4 separate regions of the Zea mays genome follow, and all the other regions are linked to region 4. A link is a contact called in public Hi-C data. All regions are on one chromosome and are shown on one strand. The core of a region is the stretch at or near the end of the contact, and the rest is flanking DNA. Distances in the headings are between cores, read along the strand shown. Region 1 holds the start of LOC100381835. Region 2 holds the start of LOC100282135 (plastid-specific 30S ribosomal protein 3). Region 3 holds the start of LOC100126364 (zein protein-body ER membrane protein). Region 4 holds the start of LOC100281998 (protease inhibitor/seed storage/LTP family protein).

Region 1 (4,767 bases), core at 39-2,538, 490 kb after region 4:
TTCATCATAGTTTCAAACCTCCTTATATGATATGCACGATAATGATATTCCTAATGAGTAGTATCATACTCATTAATAAGATGACATATAATTTTTTTTGTTGATGTGACAAGGTATTTAATAGGAAGGAGAAAAGAAATCTTACTTTGGCAAGATATCTTAGGTTGTGGCATAAAAAGATGATCAAATTGTTCGCTTGGCTTTAATCCAAAACGACTTCTATTGTTTATATAGTGTTTTGTCTCTATTTCAAACCTCCTTATATGATATGCACGATAATGATATTCCTAAGATGATATTCCTAATGAGTAGTATCATACTCATTAATAAGATGACATATAATTTTTTTTGTTGATGTGACAAGGTATTTAATAGGAAGGAGAAAAGAAAACTTACTTTGGCAAGATATCTTAGGTTGTGGCATAAAAAGATGATCAAATTGTTCGTTTGGCTTTAATCCGAAACGACTTCTATTGTTTATGTGTTTTGTCTCTATTTCAAACCTCCTTATATGATATGCATGATAATGATATTCCTAATGAGTAGTATCATACTCATTAATAAGATGACATATAATTTTTTTGTCGATGTGACAAGGTATTTAATAGGAAGGAGAAAAAGAAATCTTACTTTGGCAAGATATCTTAGGTCGTGGCATAAAAAGATGATCAAATTGTTCGCTTGACTTTAATCCGAAACGACTTCTATTGTTTATATATAGTGTTTTGTCTCTATAGATTGCAGCTGGAGTAGTCCGAATGTTTCAATCCATTCTTATAGACACAACATCACACTAGTTAAATAGTTAAAACATATAAGTATAGCATTATATATTGTTGACAGTGTATCATGTATTCATGTAGCAGCACCATACTTTTCACCCTATGCAGTTGTATTCTTTTAGTGAAAGTTAGGTTATTTTCAGTCCATAGCCTAACTTTCACTATATGAATACAATTATCTGGTTCCTAGTATTTTTCCCTCATTCCTAGTATTTTTCCCGTGGCTTCAATTTGGATTTCTCCTTCCCAAACAGAAACAACCAATTCCAAGCACGTCAGGCACCTCATGTTTAGGCCTTATTCGTTTATGTCGGATTTAACCCAGAATCGTTCCAACTAATCAAAGTTTATATAAATTAGAGAAACAATCTAATTAGGAATCATGTCGATCCATCAATACTAAACAAACGAACAAGACCTTAGTTGGATGTGATTAGCATCCCGTTTGGCTGGAGAGTGGGGACAGATCACGGGTATACCGAACAGCCGGGTTCCGCCACCAACCCAACCGTGGGGGTGCCTTACGGCCTACGGGCCGGAGCAGCGCTCGGGAGCCGCGGCACGGAGGCATCGACGCCGTTGAGCTCGAGGCGACCGGCGGCTCGCGGCCCCGCCACAGCGGTGCTGTGGCAGTGTGGCTTCTTCTGGTTTCTGCGGGCTCAGCGCGGAGGTAACTACAACCTGCTCCCACCTTTGTCTTGTCCCTGCTCTTCGCCGTTTAGGTGCCTTCCGGGCGGGTTTGAATCCGCCGGGGTTCACGTGGCTTAGTGCGTGTGCGACTCGATCCGGTGAGTTTCCGGATTCGACGCGGGGATGCTGATAAGCGTCTGCCGTCGAGGCGGTGTCTCGCTCCGCGCTCGTTGGTGATGTCGAAGCAGTGGTTGCTGGATGTGGTTTTGTTTGTGCGGTCGTGCCATATACAACTTGTTCGATTAATTTCGTCTCGGGCTTATGAACTGGGAGAGTGTGTTCATGCGGATCTCCCTCTGTTGCTGTTCAGTAGCAGGTGTAGTATAAGATTTGTGCTTCGACGCTTCCAATGCCTTGCCTATGTAGCTATGCTGCTCGAATTTATTCCCTGTGGTCTGAATTTCTGTCTTGCAAACAGCAATACTTCTCATACAGCTTTTCGAAAGTTAGACGGGAAAATCTATATCGATAGAATTTGTAATAACTGGATAAGAGGACAAGGTGGGTAAATTATTAAAATCTTTGTATGGGTTGAAGCTAGCCCCAAAGGCAATAACTGCTATGCAAGCAGTGCAAGCGTGCAAGCGAATAGGCTTGTAGCTCCATTTCCAATTTCCCTATAAAATAAATTGGAGAAGAAACATCTATACACTTTTCTGCATCACCTGTTGTTGAAGCTTTTATCTTAGCAGTACACAGTGCTAGTACCTGTGACGATCATGTCATCAAGTTGAACTCCCAAATGGAAATCTCGATCCCTTTGCATATCCTATATGCAGCAATCCTAGTTGGCATTTTCTCAAAGCCAGAGTTTGCTAAATACACGTCGAAAAACCATGCTCTCGGTGCTTGGCAAAGTCAGTAAGATTTTTTCTAAGTCTATACCAGCTTATGTACTTGGCCTTCTTTCATCAAACACACTGTTTGTTGAAGATACACTTGTTCTTGTAGATCACCAATAAGAGCGGCTGGTTTCACATTAAGATTCTAAATGTATCTTTAGGAAAAAAAATATCGTTTTAGGTTTATTTTTCCATAGCATCATGCATGCAATGCTAAATGTATGGTCTAGAATGTTAGTAGGTTTTGGATGAGACATCAGTTGAATTTTCTTTTGTACATTTTTGTTCACAGTATGATAATGTATGGCACGGAAAGATATGTTAACATCGCACTCTGTCATGCACCCATGCAGCCATGCTTCCTTCACTTTTAGGGTGCTACTGTTACGTTCTGGTTTATATGTTAGCTGTCCTGGTACCAATAGTGACTTATTCCAACAAGAATGACATGTAACCGTCATTGACTTGATATAGAAGTGTTATGGTTGAACTGTGCTTGCGTTATAATTTCAGTACTGAATGGAAGCTGGGTCTTTTCTTTGCCTTTAACATTTTGTCCATTTAGTTTTAGCCCCTCATGGCTTGTCAGAGAAATACAATAGATGTTTTTTCTGACCTATCGCAGTTTTCTTTATAGGCCTATTGCAGGATTAAATGGCAAATAGGCCAAGATGGATGATGAAGTACGAAAAGGGTCTTGTTGATATACTTCATGAGAACAACACTTCACATTATCGTACCCAAAACGGTTGGAGAACAGAGGGGTGGAGGAAAATTGTTAGGGATTTCAATGTACGGTACCTTGAAGCAAAGTTTAGTAAAATGCAAATCCAGGAACATGAGACCAGTGTTCTTAAGGCGCCTAGGCGAGCAAGTAAACCAGAAAACCGCCTTAGCGCCTAGGCGGCGCCTAGGCGGGTATGGCGAGCAAGGCGACCAGTTTTGCCCGGGCGCCTGGACGCCTAGGCGCCGCCTAGCGACGCCTTAAGAACACTGCATGAGACTCAATTGAAGAAAGACTATAGGTCGATAAAATCTATCCTCCAACGTGATGGTGTCTCATGGGACCAGAGTGCGTCCATGTTTAGAACAACAGATGAAATCTGGGATGAGATTATCGAGGTGAGGGCTTAGTTCTTCTACTCTTACCACATAGATATGCAACTTGTTGAATAATTAGACAAATTCCAAATTAAATTCCGAATATAAATCATGACCAAATCAGAAGAACTGAAATAAAAGCCAAATCAGATGATGCGTACTGATTAGACTTACTGATTGTTGGCGCGCGCCAGGATCAGCTGGGTCGACGATGTCAGAAGATCACGAGCAGTCGCGTGAAGACGCTTCCCAAAAACCTTATTCGCCCTCTCCCGGTGCAGGATCTAGAAGACGAAGGGTTCCGGAGACCTGCTCTCCTGATCGCAGATGCACCTCTGCGGTCGGGACGAAGGGAACTAAAAGGCGGCTCAGCTATGAAGAGAGGCGAAAGCGAACTGGGATCTGGGGATGATTTGGAGGCTGGCTGCCGGGCTCCTTTTATAGGGTCGAGTCCGCGACCCCCCGTGCTTATCCGCCCACGAAAATCTCGCAATCAGTTGAGATTTTGTAGCGATCGGTTAGGATAAGCGTAACAGCCAAGAAACCAAAAAATCAAACGGCAAAAGGTAGCCGCGCCCCCGCAAGGCGAGGGGCCGGATTTCGGCGGACCATTCACGCGTATGTCGTGCGCCCGCGCCCTTCGCCCCGCCCCGGCCCGGCCCGGCCAGGCCAGGCCAGGCCAGGCGAGGCGAGGCGAGCGAGCGCGCGCGCGCGTGTGGCTCTCCACACTCTCTCCTCTCATCCATGACTTGGTGAGTGAGTGTGGCTTCCATATTTAAGCTAGCTCTACTCCACAAGAGCTAGCAATATGGTGCTATTGGTTCCACCTATCCCTTTGCCATCCACTTATATGGGCTTTTGAGATTTTCCTGGGATTTATTTGAATAACTTAATTGGGCCAAGCCCATAAATCCTAACAATCCCCCACCAGATCTCAAATGCCCATCTGCAGTTTTCGCCACTGTTCACTACCGTTTAATATACTAGTTTTTCAGCAGAGACTGTTAAGTTGAACTTCCGCCTAGAACTCCAAGTTACACCAACCCACAACTTGGACAATGGACTATGCCTTGAATTGCAAGTTTTGCGTGAATGGGTTTCACTTGAAGTCATGACCAGTACTTGGCTACCAGTAGTCCCCTTCTCGGGTGGAGCATATACGTCGTACTCCAAGGTCTCTTCATGAGTTTACTAGAGATCACCCAAATCTCATAGACTGCGACGTTAGACAGTCTAACTCATATAGGTGTGTTCTTTCAAAGAATGTTCTGCAGGACAACATCTTCGCTAATACAAGCCAACAGAACACATTAAGGCACAAAGCCAACCTGCCTTACAGCATTTGAGAGTAT
Region 2 (4,678 bases), core at 945-3,444, 290 kb before region 4:
CACTTCTGCATCGTGTCTGCACCACTTGAGCACTCGTATACTAGCTCTCGCACGCCCACGCCCGCGCCCGCGCCCGCGGTGTTTTTTTTTACGCTGCTGCCGTTGTAGATTTGTCAACGCGATCGCTGATAATTGTTTTCCCCTCATGGGCTCATGGCGCGCGTCCGCCGTGCGTGCAATGCATGCAGGTGGTCGGCGATCGCGACGCACCTCCCGAAACGCACCGACAACGAGATCAAGAACTACTGGAACACGCACCTCAAGAAGCGGCTGGCCAAGATGGGCATCGACCCGGTCACGCACAAGCCGCGCTCCGACGCGCTGGGGACGGGCGGCGGGGGAGGCGCCGCGGGCGCGCAGCACGCCAAGGCCGCGGCGCACCTCAGCCACACGGCGCAGTGGGAGAGCGCCAGGCTCGAGGCCGAGGCGCGCCTGGCGCGCGAGGCCAGGCTGCGCGCGCTCGCGGCCTCCGCCTCGGCGCCGCCGCAGATGCCCGCCGCCGCCGCGCACCGGCTCGACTCGCCCACGTCCACGTTGAGCTTCTCCGAGAGCGCCGCGCTCGCCTCGGTCCTGCAGGAGGCGCACGGCGCCGCGGCGGCGGCGGCCGCGGCCGCGCGCGCCGCCATGCAGCCCATGCAGGCGTACGAGGAGGCGTGCAAGGAGCACGAGCAGCAGCAGTGGGGCGATCACGTCGTCGATGTCGCCGACGCAGGCTTCGCCGCGGCGGGGTTCACGGGCCTGCTTCTCGACGGCTCCTTGAGCCAGCATGATCTGAGGCCGGCGCCGGCGACGACGACGAGGGACGACGAGGCGGACGCCGGCCTGCACGAGACGGAGGAGGAGAAGAGCTACTGGGACAGCATAATGAACCTGGTGAACTCGTCGTCGTTGCCGACGACATCCGTGGCAGTGCCCGCTCCCGAGCCAGCGTACCCGTCCTCGGCGTCGCTGCACACGTCGGTGGCTATGCCCGCGCTCGTAGCGTACCCGTCATCGGCGCCGCTGCAGACACCGGTGGCGATGCCCACGGTCGAGGCGTACTCGTCATCGACGTCGCTGCAGCAGACGTCGGTCATCGCGATGCCCGCGCCCGAGGCGTACTCGTCGTCGGCCTCGTTCTCGACGTCAGTCGCTGTGCCTGTGCCCGCGCCCGAGGCGTACTCTCCGGCGATGGAGTTCTGCTGACTCGTGAGCCCTGGACACATGCATGTCCGCCGGCATGTGGCCGTTCAAATGACACAGTAAATAGCTAGCTATTTCGGAACAATAAGATCGAACTACTAATGTTGATGGTTAAATCGCGTTCTCGTGTTAAATCTGACAGCACCCTGATTAAACATGCGAGGAAGAAAATGGTTGTACCGAATTTAGAGTCTACTACTCGTTCATCAGTTGCCAAAGCTTCTTGTAGACTGAAGAACAGTGATCAGAGCGTCTCGTCTTCGCTCTGTATGTAATTCGATAACCATTTTCATCAGTAGTATACTGCAGCAGTGAGGTGGAGCTAATCGAAATGGGAAAAAAATCTTTTTTTTTACGTTCCTCGTCTGATCCCATATAATTAACTTAGGTGCCGTTTAGTTGAGCGCTTGTAATGGTAATGTTAATGTAAATAAATACACTGATATCTGTTACCATGGGAATGAAAAGCGCTAATTGTTTGGATATACTTGATAATGTTTTTCATTCCCTTTATGCTGTTTAGGCAGTACCACATGTAACACATACATGAAATGGAAAAACAACACACGACAACAATCAGTCATAGTCTCACAAGAAAGGAGTCGCAAGTCGCAGGAGAGGAGGGAGAGAGCAAGGGGATCTGCATTCCACAGCTCGTATAAGATACCACCGCTGTTCATTACGGGCCGTTGTTGAACGAACACGAGGTAACATAATCAGATACTGCTGCAATCAGATCATGTTAAAAAACACAAACCAAACAGCACCTTAGAATCCAACTGTTCAGGGTTGTATATCGTGGCATTATACTACTGATAGTGTACGTACTACGCACTGTATATTGGTCTTTGTATCTGCAAACAGTGCATAAGAGTACTTGCGCCGTCGATGGGAGCTGTTGCTGTTGCAACATGTTGCGCCTCCTCTTCAAACAGGCCAAGCCCATGACACTATGAGAGGCCTGGTCCAAATATTATCCAGCCCACTCGGTTTCTTCCCAGCTCAGTCGGGAAGATGAAAAGGGCAAGGATTCCCGGCACAAGTTTGTTGTTCCTCTTATCCGCGGAGGAAGAACGTTGGCTCGACACCATGCTCCCAATGGCCGTCCACCCCACGAGCACGCCGTCCCTGTCGCCGCGCGCCCGCGTCTCCCCGCCCAGGCCTTCCACCTCTCTGGCCGCCACCTCGTCCTCGCCCTGCTCTCGCATCGTCAGTTTCAAGAGCAGGAGGCTGCCACTTCGCTCTGTCCGCAGCGTCGTCGCCGCTGCCGCTGCCGCCGCTGCAGAGGAAGAAGAGGTACAACTAGGTGCAGGTGTGGATGCGGTCGACTAGGAGGAGGCGGAGGTAATGGACTTTCGAACCCATAGGATTCGAGCAACTTAACCGGCTCAGCCGATGTCTGTACAACTGGAAATTATGCTGTTAAAATTTAAAATGATCATGTTTCCTTGCCACCCTGGTCTCTCTAAGTACACCATATGCTCAGTAGAACTCAATCCTAATGAATCGGGCCCTGATTCATCAATTTTTGCTCTAGAATTGATTAATTGGGTCAACATTCAGTGTGACACCAATTGCCTTTGGCTAGCTTATGTTTACCATGAATTTGTTGGTCACAACTAATAGAAGGGACAATTCAGGTTAGCTGGGTGCCTTTCGGGCCTGTTCTTGCTAAGCCTCGAGCTTCCACTGGCAATGATTTATACATGTTGAAAAATAGCCTTTACCTGACCTTGCTGTTGTGCCATATAGCTGTTGGAAAGGAGCTATATATATTCTGATGCGCTCAGATGTTGTGTATGTGAATGTAATGAGAGTGCCTGTAAATCGGTTCCTGAATGGTATATAATAATTGTTTTTTGTTTTCATTGTCGAAACTTAGTTGTTAATATTGAACTAAAATGAGTCTACGATTTTATCAAAATTGGTCTTTAGAAAGAATACTAAGAAGTGGGTTTTGGTGCTGAAAGACCAATTGTAGCACCATCACAAAGCAAAAAAAAAAAAAAAAAAAGAGGAAACGCTAGCTTTAACATTTGATTTTTCCTGCTTATTTTTGTGATGTGAGCTGTGTTAAAACAATAAAACCGCACACTTAAGCTTTACTAGGATGGAGATATTTTTTTTCATCATCAGAATGAAAACTGAGATTACCGGAATCTTGTATTGCAGAATAAGGTGGTGGTACCTGAGAGGCAGGACCCGATGCTGGTGCTCAAGTTCATCTGGATGGAGAAGAACATCGGCATAGCTCTCGACCAATTGGTTCCTGGCTATGGAAGCATCCCGTTAAGCCCATACTACTTTTGGCCGCGAAAAGACGCGTGGGAGGAGCTTAGAGCGAAGTTGGAAGAGAAAGAGTGGATCTCACAGAAGCAGATGATCATCCTTCTCAACCAGGCCACCGATATCATCAACCTCTGGCAGCAGGGTGGCGGGAGCCTCTCGACATGAGTTCCTCCCCACCCTGTTCTTTCTTCAACCTTGCAAGCTTGTGTTTTGTTGGTTAATTGGTTTCCTTACATGCCCTCTCTGTTGTTAATTTTGAAGTTATGGTACATAATGTAGATCAGTCGAATCTGTTCTCACGTATGGTTTTTTTACATGGAAATGATCTTGTGATTTATCTTAGTTATTACGTGTATCAGTCGGTTTTTTGTTGGGAAAATCAAGAAACACAAATAAAATCCATTTCGGTATGGTTACAAGTCAATTTTTTTGTTTTCTAACAGCAGACGAAAAACCAGCTGTCTGATTCGGTAACAAAAATCAACATAGCTTTTTCCACAACAAGAGTGGTGATGATGATGATGAGTTTAATCAATACTTTACACATCTAAGCAAAAAAGATAAGTTGACTGTACTCAAGTTCATTGAGAAAATCGAAGGGCAAGAATAATATCTTCACAAGCAAGAGAATTTCTAATCAAAAGGATTAAATGCTTGGAGAAGTTGACCAAAAGCATGATAAGTTTAAGTACTCATGCTACTTTGGTTAGAAGGTATGAAAACTTGAGCAAACTCATAGTATTAACTCTATCATGTGTTGCTTGATTAAAAGTATAAGAATTATGTGCTCCAGGATAAAGTGGAAAGGCTCACTAGCAGAAATGGTGTATTGCAAAAAGAATATGATGAGCTCTTGTTCTCTCACGAGAAGCTTGCAGATTCTCATCTTATGCGAGAAATTAGTCATGAGGTTATGGCAACAATGGTAAAATCATATCAATCACATATTAACAAGTGCACATGTACACGTGAATTTACGGGGATCTGGGCCCAGGAGGTTCGCGCGGGTGCGGCCCAAACACTGGAGGGATAGCGGAGGAAAAAAAAAAAGGTATCCGAGTTAGACCGGGGTATTGAACCCGACGTGAATCGAACACGCAACCTTCTGATCTGGAGTCAGACGCGCTACCATTGCGCCACGGATCCTACGGTGACAAGAGTTCGAAATACTGCTATTTAACAATTGTTTCTACCATGGCCAACGGGC
Region 3 (4,382 bases), core at 606-3,105, 270 kb after region 4:
AATAAAACATAGGAAATAAAAATTAGTTCCTAGAAACTAAACACCCGTAGCTGTAGACATGATTACAACCATTTTTGCAGTAGTGCATTTACCTACAGGAGAAATGGTTCGTGTATGACATATGTGTACGACTGGAGTAGCACTAACGTTAATCCATCGCTGTTGTTGACTCTTGTTATGAACTAACAAATCATGATACATTTGATGATTCTAGTCGTATCTAATTCTATCACTAAAGTCGTGCGATGCAAACCATGACCATATGCAATGGAGTATTTTTAAACCTTGATAATAATTTTTTATATAATTCTGCATAAGTGCAATCGGTGTGGAATTTCTATAGGTGTTTATGTTTGACACATGAAACACATATGTTTTATTGGGCCAATGAAGACATTTGCTCACACAAGGGAATGTGGAATCCTATATATATACTCCTTGGGCCCCCCAAAGAAGTGAGAGTTCATGGGCTGACAAAAAGCCTGGAGAATGGCTCGAGAAGTCGAGATTTTTAGTCTCTGTGGGCTTTACGTTCACATTTAGAAGTAGGTTTCGTGCAGCTTTATTTTTAGGTGTTTTCTTAAAAAGATTATCTCAAGCCTTATCTCCAGGATGGTGAACTATCTTAAAACCTATGTAAAGTACTTTGAACTGTGAAAAAAAAACAACTACCCTATGAAGAAAAATCTACTTAAGCTCTTGGCGTGGATTATTTCATTTCTTATTTGATGTGTTGCTCTTACTGGTATTCTGTAATAGCTGTTTTTTTAGTGCATGCGTCTCCCCTTTTTCCCGCTGCCTTCTCAGTTCTCACCCCTTTTGTAAATTCAATAGGGCTTCCTTGCTTTGATGTAGGTTACTCATGTCATTTGCAATAAAAAGTTCAGATGGCCTTTTTTTTGGTTATTGCTGCCGCAGTCCCCTTAGAATTTAGAAAAGACACCGTACAAAGGAAGGAAACTTGCTTGTGGCATTCGTAGAACTCGCATAAACAGCATGAAAAAGCTACCTTCGAAAATGCAGAACTTGTGTCGAATTTCACGTTGTAAGTTCCAGGGACTTTCACCTGCTAGTCCAAGCCGTCAGAAGACCTCCGTGTACGCTAGATTAATTGTCAGTTTGGCTATATATTTGATGGACATGGTTTTATAAGATGTGATATCACAAAAACTGCAGTTTATAAGCAAACTTGTAACAAAACTGTGGTTTTAAAAAAAGGACTTATGAGTGAAGTTTCTAAAACTAAAAAAGGTACAGTACAAACCATGGCTTCAGAAGCTACCAAATTTATTGTATCTGTAAACACAAACACGTCACAACTTTTGAAAAAAAACGATTATTATACCAGACCACAGTATTTCTTTATTATTTTAAAAATATTTTACACGGAAACGGAGCCTTTGTCCCTTCGCAAATGATCACAAGCCATACGATATCAAGTGACCAGAAGTGAAGGAAACCCATAAAGTTTTTTTTTTCCCTGAAGAAACTTCGTCGGCCGTTTGGATCTTCTCGTGCCTTTCTGCATGCCCACGTATTCCATAGATAAGTACTCCATCTGTGTAGCTATGGCATGGGCTCCACGTCATATACAACTGGGCCCATACAGGGCCATACTCCATTGTGGTCCCATCTGTCATGCAGTACCACAAGTATGAGACTCCTTTGCATCGAGAGGACGATACGACTTGTCGACTACGGACTACCCACGTCGTCCGATCCTTTTCTCCGGAGCCGACGTTTCGGGCCCCGCGGGCCACGGGAAATATCAGGCCCACAGGCCAGCGACACCGCCCACAACTTATCCACAGAAATCTCCAAAACCAAAAGGCTCCAACAGAACAGAACCCTACGCTACGGCAAGCTATTCCAGTGATTACCAAAGCAAAGCCTTCCCTGTTCCCAAGCGCTTCGCCTCCAATATCTCCACGCCGTTCGCGGTGCTTCCGCTCGCCCACTCCTGTGCCGCTGCGCGCCGCTGCAGCTCCCGGCACCGTCCTACGAACCAACACGGCCCCAGATTTCTTCCAGCTCCTCCAACCGATTCGACCGGAACCGCCGCACGAGCCCCCCAAAGCTCGCATCCTTTCCTGCGTTTATTTATTTCAGTTCAAATTCCGGAGTGTTCGTTCTGTTTTTGCCCTAACTTGGTCACAATGGGCGGCAATAATGACGGCGTTTCCGGTGCCGCTTGCTTGAAGCCGCTCAACGGCGTCTCCCCTACCTACGTACCCAGCGCCGGCGCCGGCGCCCTGTACTTCCTTATCGGCTCCGGGCTCGGCGTCGTGGCGGTGCTCCACGCATCTGGGTTGGCGGAGGTCAGCGGAGAGTGGGCCTCCGCGGCGCGGTGGACCGAGGTAAGCAGAGAGTGGCCCTCCGCCGCGCGGTGGGCTGCCCAACTGGCCGGATCGGTCGGCGCCCAGCGCCTGCTCCTCGCAACGTCGCTTCTTTTCCTGGCCGTCAGCGTCTGGCGCCTCGCCAGGCGCTGCGCCGCCGTGGAGGGGCGCGTCGGCAGCACGGACTCCGCGGTGCGGGCGTTGCACGTCGGGGGAGTCGTCTGCGCCGTGTGCGGGTCGAAGATTCGGGCCCTCAAGAGAGGCTGCCGTGGCGTGGAGCGCACCCGCTCGGTCGACTCGAGCAAGCCGGTCTCGAGGTCGCTGGCTGCTGAGTTCGACCAGGAGGCTGACGGGGAGGAAGAGGACAATGCTGGAGAGACCAGCGATCCAGATGACGGCAGTGTGCAGTACCTGAGGAGGAGGCTCAAGGAGGAGATGCTGCTGAAGGAGGTTGCGCTCGAGGAGCTGGAGAAGGAGAGGCATGCCGCAGCGTCTGCAGCCGACGAGGCCATGTCCAAGATTGCGTGCCTGCGTAGCGAGAAGGCGCTGGTGGAGAGGGAGGCGCGGCAATTCCAGGAGATGATGCAGCAGAAGCAGATGTATGACCGGCAGGTGATCGAGTCACTTCAGTGGGTGATCATGAAGTCTGGAATGCAAGGCTGGGAGCCAGAGGCCATAACTGATCGAGCCTTGTCGGAGACAAGCGAGGATGACAGAGATAAGAAGTAGCTAGCTCTTGGTTATTGGAGTTGAATGGAACCACTGAGGAAGGCCCTGTTGTTTGCTTTGAGTTCATCGTCCTCTGATCAGCTCTTAGTAACCAAACAGAGAATGCCAAGTTACGAAAACTCGGATGTTCCTTGACCATGCAAAGCTCTTCAGGGGAAATATCTGAAATCCACCTGTAAATATACCATCTTCTTTTAAACTACCTGTGTACTTATCTAATAAGAACAACATCTGTACTTGATCGCTCTACCTTGCAAATGTTCATTGCTATTTATCTGCAAATGTTCATTGCTATCTATCTGTGACCTTGTGTGTGATACATATTTTGACATTACAAGCTGGATTTCAGCACTAGGGGTGTCTGATATCCGTCATACCGTGTTCGTGCAAAGCATGATGAACCGTAGGAATGCGATCGATTTGTTTCAATGTGGTTTTAATATGCTGAAAGTAACTTACAAAATGTGCATTATCTATCTTTTTTTATCCTATTTGAATGTTGGCCACACTCCAATTTCTCCTATCTAGTGCTCAATCTTCAAGCACCTCAGAGTCGATGGCTCGTGTATCATATAGTCCACATTATCTGAGCAGAAATTCAGTGATCATACAGATCGTTACTACTTTTGCATTGGTTGTTCTAATGAAAAGAAATGTGTAAATTCTACATGTTAGAGCAGCTGGGCTCGACAGACTGAGAGGTCGCTCAAGGACAGCACAGGAGACGAGCAACAGCTTGATAGGTGGGAGGGAGAGCGATTTGGTGATAGAGAATTGGAGATGACGATTATGGTGAATACCAGCCCGATGCGGTGAGGAAGATGCTGATTGTCTCTTATGCACTACCAGTTAGGGTAATTTTACTCTCTGATGTTTGGTTTTGCTGCCCCTTAGCCCTTCTTTCTTGCACAAGTGAGGACACGAGCATCAGCTTCAATGATGGTTGGTTCCGATTTGCAAAGTAGCAGCTCGATTCAAGAGGATCCCAATTGGGATGAACACCCATGCTGATTTGCCCTATATTTGTGCTGCAACTACGGCCATTGAACATACCTCGGAAACCAATTTAGACTGAGCAATACTTTTCCATGCTACCAGCTTGCATTGCAAGTAGTTTCAGTTGGGATGTTACTTTTTAGTTTTGGATTACTGCGAGTTGTACAGTCTTGTTTCCTAGGTAGCGCAAATATTCTGCTTCTATTGCCTAGTGAAACTCTTCATTTTATTTGTGAAATCTTTGAAGCAATCTCTCGAATTGAGCGGTATTATAGCTTGTTCTGTTACGAGTGGATACAGAGGGATTGAAGGGGATTAAAT
Region 4 (4,753 bases), core at 977-3,476:
ACCCAGCTTGCGGGCCACCTCCCTTACCCCAGCCCAGCTCCTCTCCCCCTCTCTTCGGTCGCGTGGGCCGCCTACCCCGGCCCAAAGCCACCCAGGTTGTTGGCGTATTTCCTGATCAATAAATCTATTTGACCCCTTTTATTTATGGCATAAATTCGATTTACATCTTTTTATTTTGAAACGGGGGTTTTGGAATTTAACTATTGAAACCTTAGAATTCACCCCTGACCAGTTTTCAGAGACACCATATCACCCCTCCTATAAGACGTCAAGTTGGCTACAAGAGAAATAAATCGAACTTTCATGATATTTTATAAGGTCAACTAGACTTTACAAAATATTTATAGACATAATTTTATAAAACTATCTAAATATTTTATTTTGGAATAAGCAAGCATCTAGAATACTAAAATGTGATCTAGTATTAGAAAATTCCAGGAATCTTGTGTCAACTCAGACAATATGAAACATGTTTTGTAAGTTTGTAGAAGTTTTTTTTAAAAAAAATAGGTTATCAAGATAATATCCTAGGATTGATATGTATTCCAAAATACTAAAATTCGATTTATTATTAGGATAATCATAAAAGAATTGTTCCAACTCAAAAAATATGAAACCAATTTCATATTTAAAAATGCTCCTAAAAATTTCGTAGAAATATTTTTAAAATAATATCTAAATATTCTTCTATAATATATTTGTGTATTTAAAAAACATATTTGTTAAAATATTTTAAGTTTATTGTAAAAATCTAAATTTTTTAAAGTATAATTACCTTGTTCAACTATTGCAAAAAGTTTGATTTACCTCACTAGTGGTTGAGTCAACACCACATATATCAAAACCATTATCAAAACCACTCAGAAAAATGAATTGGATGGTTTCAATAGTTAATTTTTTAAAATCGGCTTCTAATTGAAGGAGGTAAAATGAATTTATACAATAGTTGATAGAAGTCGAAGATACGTTTTGACGCTCGGAACCAAACAATAAGGAGGGAACTTAGAGTTTTGAGAGTAATTCATTACGGAGGGCCAAAATTCCCGTGTGTTTGGTTGGATTGTGGTTTATCAAAAAGCTGTTATGAATAATGGACTGTAAAAAAAACTATTGCAGGTTATGTGTTGTGAAAAAGATTATAAGCTATTTGATTTAAAGAAGTATAAAACTATCTCCTATCTCTATTTTTCTTAAAATGACTGTGAAACAGATTTACAGATCCCTATTTTCACTATTTTAAAAACAGAAAGTCAAAAGCCAAAAGCACGATCTGATTATTCAAAGTAGTTGCTTCTAAAAAAATGTAGCTTCCGCTCGTCATCATATTTTTGCTTTTGATTTTTGAAAGTAAAAATAGCTTCCAAAAGCCCAATTAAAAATACCCTTAACCTTGCAAAGTTTGGTTACCATTTACTTATTGCTAAAATTTATTTGCATATTTGCTCATTTCGTTATCCAGGGTCTGTTTGATAAAGGACCAATTACTAGTTAGCTAAAAATTACTTTTAGTGTATCCAGATAGAAGGGTAAATAGGTAGACTAATTTTATATAAATTTTTAACTAGTTATTAGTTAACTAACTCACCAACTATAACTAATTTAGACTGTTTTTAGCTCTGAATGTAATTAGACGTATGTATCAAATATGTCCTAGTTTATTATATGAAACTTTTTGCTTACAGATTGTGGTTGACAGGTTGAGGTTAATAGAGCCTACAAAATATTATAGACAAACTATACTTATACTGTATATAAAATATATAAAGTAGAGTTTGAAATAGAAGCCGATTAGAAGATAAAAAATGAACTAGTGAATTCAGCCAGAGTGATCTGCATTTATGATTTATCAGTTTCAACAAGCCGGTAATATAGACAGCAGTTCACATGGCACGCACATGGAGCACGACACGGCGACGTACAAGCACTGAACTGAAGGGTCTGAAGCACACCATCCCTGTGCTTCATTGCCCGTTGGCAAAGCCTGCTACACCTACGACTGCGAGCGAATCCTACTAACGCCGCAGCGGCTCACACGGAACGCTCCCGCCTTCCATGCAGGGCGTCACGCAAATCTGCCAAGCAGCCGCCAGCCCGCCATGCATGCGATGCGAGGTCCCAGTCCCAGGCTCCCAGCTCAGGAACACACACCATTACCGTGCATCGCCGTTGCTCCGATGCTATAAATCCACTGCAACCAATCGCCAGAAGAGCAAATCAAGAAAACAGTTGTCTCCAGTTTCCATGCAGAGCAGAAAAGATCAGCTAGCGAGAGAAGCAATGGCGTCGGCTCCTGCGTTCTACGTCGCGCTGCTGCTGCTGCTGGCTTCCGTCGCTGCCGTCCATGCGGTGCCGCCCCAGGCCGGCACGTCGTCCACCTGCAGCACTGACCTCCTCCGCCTCCTCCCCTGCCTGCCCTTCATCGAGGGCACCGCCACCGTGCCGGCGGACACCTGCTGCGCCAACCTTGGCAGCATGGTGCACGACGAGCCGCAGTGCCTCTGCCAGGCTCTCAGCAACCCCAGCACGGCCCCCGTCGCCGTCAACATGACGCGCGTGATGGCCATGCCTCGGCTCTGCCGCCTCGACCTCCCGCCCGCCACCGGCGCCTGCGCAGGTAATACTCGTACGCACGCGATCTCCATTACGTGCACGGATATTTCGCCTCCCCTTCTCGTGCCAGGGATTTGGCACTCACTGAAGTTGTGTTTGATGATGAGCCCTCTTGCAGTTGCCGGTCTTCTTCCCCATGGACCATCACCGCCGCTGCCACCGCCGCCGCCGCCGCCCGCGGCGGCGGTCACTCCACACGCAAGCGCCAACTCCAGTGCTCCAGCGACCCTCACCACGCCAGCGACGCCAACGCCGACGACACCACGTATGATACCGTCACCGTCGGTGAGCAGCCAGACGCCGCCGCGATACAGCCGGGGGTCCAAGATGATAGCTCACGGCTTCTCTGTCACTCTTGGTTTCGTGGCATTGGTGTCAGTCCTAGCTTTCTGAAGAATTGAGCGGCATTCGTCAGGCAGTTAGAATTATGTCTTAGAGAAAATTAGTTGCTTTTCTGATGGGCTTGTTTCCTAGAGAGACTAGCCGCCCAGGAAAAAAAATACTGTATGTCCATCCCGGTTGTTCTTGTTCGGCTACAAGATTTGTGTTTTCAGTTGCAAACTCACTGCCACCAAGTACATAATCCACTCAACTGCACACTGATCAACGATCCAAATGATCACAAAAAATATATAAAAAAACACAGTTAACAGCTAATCCTCTTCCTCTAAGCAAAGAAGGTAGGCAACTAAACCCACAACGGGGACGAACCGCACCACACTCACAAGCCCAGCAGCATCCGCCTTCACGTTCCGAAGATTGTCCCCGATCAGCCACGGCTGGAATACGGAGTACAGAAACATATCCCAGAGAAACGCGTAAGCAAGCCGCTCCGAGAACAGGTAGCTCTGCAGATACTGCCACCGTTCCGCAATGCCTCCGAAACCAGAATCTCCGCGGCCAGAGAACGCCCAAACGATCGAGAGAACGCAGACGAGGCCGCCGACCGCGCCCACAGCCGGCGCGCCGTTGACCATGACTGAACCCAGCTGTGATCTTCGTGGCGGAGACCGGTCCGCTTCCGGACCGTTCAGTCGGATCGCCATGTAAGGTATCAAGAAAGCTGGAGAGATGACAGCGAAATGCTGTTAGGCAACCTCCTATCCATGAACAGCGAGTTTTTTTAGTGTTTTCCAAAGAGATCATACTGTTTGTGAGGAACATCTGAAAGCCCCACAGGACATCGAGCGATCCCTTGTAGCGGTCCCTCCTACAATCCGTGAAGAGGAGTGGCGCAAAAAGCAGCGTCCAAGCGAGCACCAAGTTGAACAATCCTTCTGCCATCTGGGGCGGCAAAGCAGGCGTATACAATTTATTATAACAGTCTCAGGGCACGAAATGCGTGCGCAACTGCACTGCTGTGTCGCAACAAGCGTGAGTAGTCGGCTGCTTACAGGGTGAAGTAGAGGCGATTCGAGCAGGTGAACGCCAACTACACTGCCCAGGAAAACTCACCAACAGAGTCACGCCCACAATAACTTTGGGAGAGAGAGAGAGAAAAAAAACCATTGGGCTTGGGCATAAGGAACTTGCTGGGTTTCAGCGTACCTGAGTTGAGCAGCGGCAGGACGAAGAAGAAGTTGAGTGATAGGCCGATGAGGTCGCTGATGGTAGCCTGCGAGATTGCCCAGACCGGGTCGCCCTGCACGAAGATGGAGATGGAAGCTACAGACTCTATCTTTTTTCTTCCTGCCGGAAGTGTCTCTCGGGACACGATGATGACAGCGTTTGAGCTCATAATTTGGAACGCAAATGCACGCTGAAACGGGTACGGACTTACTGACCGGGGCGTAAGGCAGAAGGAAGAGCCAGAGTATATAGGCAGCCTCGGCGCCCCAGAGCGCCGCCTGGAGCAGCGCGCGCGTGCCGTCTGGAGCTTCCGCGGATACCTCGCCGCCGCCGCCGCGCTTGGCCGCGAACGGCGCGCGCGCGCGCGCCGAGGGCCCCACGCGCTGCTCGACGCACAAGACGAAGGGCAAGGCCTGCGGCCGCGCCGCGGCAACGGTCCGAAAGGCAGGAGGGGCGAGGTGGGTGGTGATGCGACATGGGGAAGCGCTGCAGAGGACGGGGACGGGTGGCGCCGCCATGGTCGCGGGCTCGCGGCCAAGCGGGAGGCGCAGCGACCAGACCAGAGATAATAAAG

What was found. Hi-C and Micro-C count contacts between places; a contact is called where the count stands out from the background.
Region 1: a contact with region 4 is called in a Hi-C map of ear, with 2.8 times the contacts expected there. The contact joins the promoter of LOC100381835 here to the promoter of LOC100281998 in region 4. A contact is called at or near these places in 4 of 25 Hi-C or Micro-C datasets (bundle sheath, ear, endosperm and 1 more).
Region 2: a contact with region 4 is called in a Hi-C map of tassel, with 2.1 times the contacts expected there. The contact joins the promoter of LOC100282135 here to the promoter of LOC100281998 in region 4. A contact is called at or near these places in 2 of 25 Hi-C or Micro-C datasets (ear and tassel).
Region 3: a Hi-C map of ear shows a contact between it and region 4, with 2.4 times the contacts expected there. The contact joins the promoter of LOC100126364 here to the promoter of LOC100281998 in region 4. A contact is called at or near these places in 9 of 25 Hi-C or Micro-C datasets (bundle sheath, ear, leaf and 4 more).

Annotation. Positions count from the first base shown.
Region 1 is chr2:42,782,095-42,786,861 of Zm-B73-REFERENCE-NAM-5.0, reverse strand. LOC100381835 reads left to right here and starts at 1,288. Exons shown (of 4, transcript NM_001174627.1): 1 at 1,288-1,452; 2 at 2,952-3,436. The coding sequence starts at 3,395.
Region 2 is chr2:43,565,025-43,569,702 of Zm-B73-REFERENCE-NAM-5.0, reverse strand. It overlaps LOC100282135 (plastid-specific 30S ribosomal protein 3), which reads left to right and starts at 2,194. Exons shown (of 2, transcript NR_178001.1): 1 at 2,194-2,526; 2 at 3,355-3,890. LOC103646361 (P-type R2R3 Myb protein) reads left to right here. Exons shown (of 3, transcript XM_023301609.1): 3 at 189-1,537. The coding sequence ends at 1,185. TRNAW-CCA (transfer RNA tryptophan (anticodon CCA)) reads right to left here and starts at 4,617; the gene lies at 4,546-4,617.
Region 3 is chr2:43,006,722-43,011,103 of Zm-B73-REFERENCE-NAM-5.0, reverse strand. LOC100126364 (zein protein-body ER membrane protein) reads left to right here and starts at 1,855. Exons shown (of 1, transcript NM_001112594.2): 1 at 1,855-3,358. The coding sequence starts at 2,157. The coding sequence ends at 3,065.
Region 4 is chr2:43,273,643-43,278,395 of Zm-B73-REFERENCE-NAM-5.0, reverse strand. It overlaps LOC100281998 (protease inhibitor/seed storage/LTP family protein), which reads left to right and starts at 2,226. Exons shown (of 2, transcript NM_001165449.1): 1 at 2,226-2,614; 2 at 2,729-3,168. The coding sequence starts at 2,242. The coding sequence ends at 3,003. It overlaps LOC100382921, which reads right to left. Exons shown (of 5, transcript NM_001361689.1): 1 at 4,395-4,753; 2 at 4,159-4,252; 3 at 4,005-4,042; 4 at 3,759-3,894; 5 at 3,188-3,673. The coding sequence starts at 4,697. The coding sequence ends at 3,264.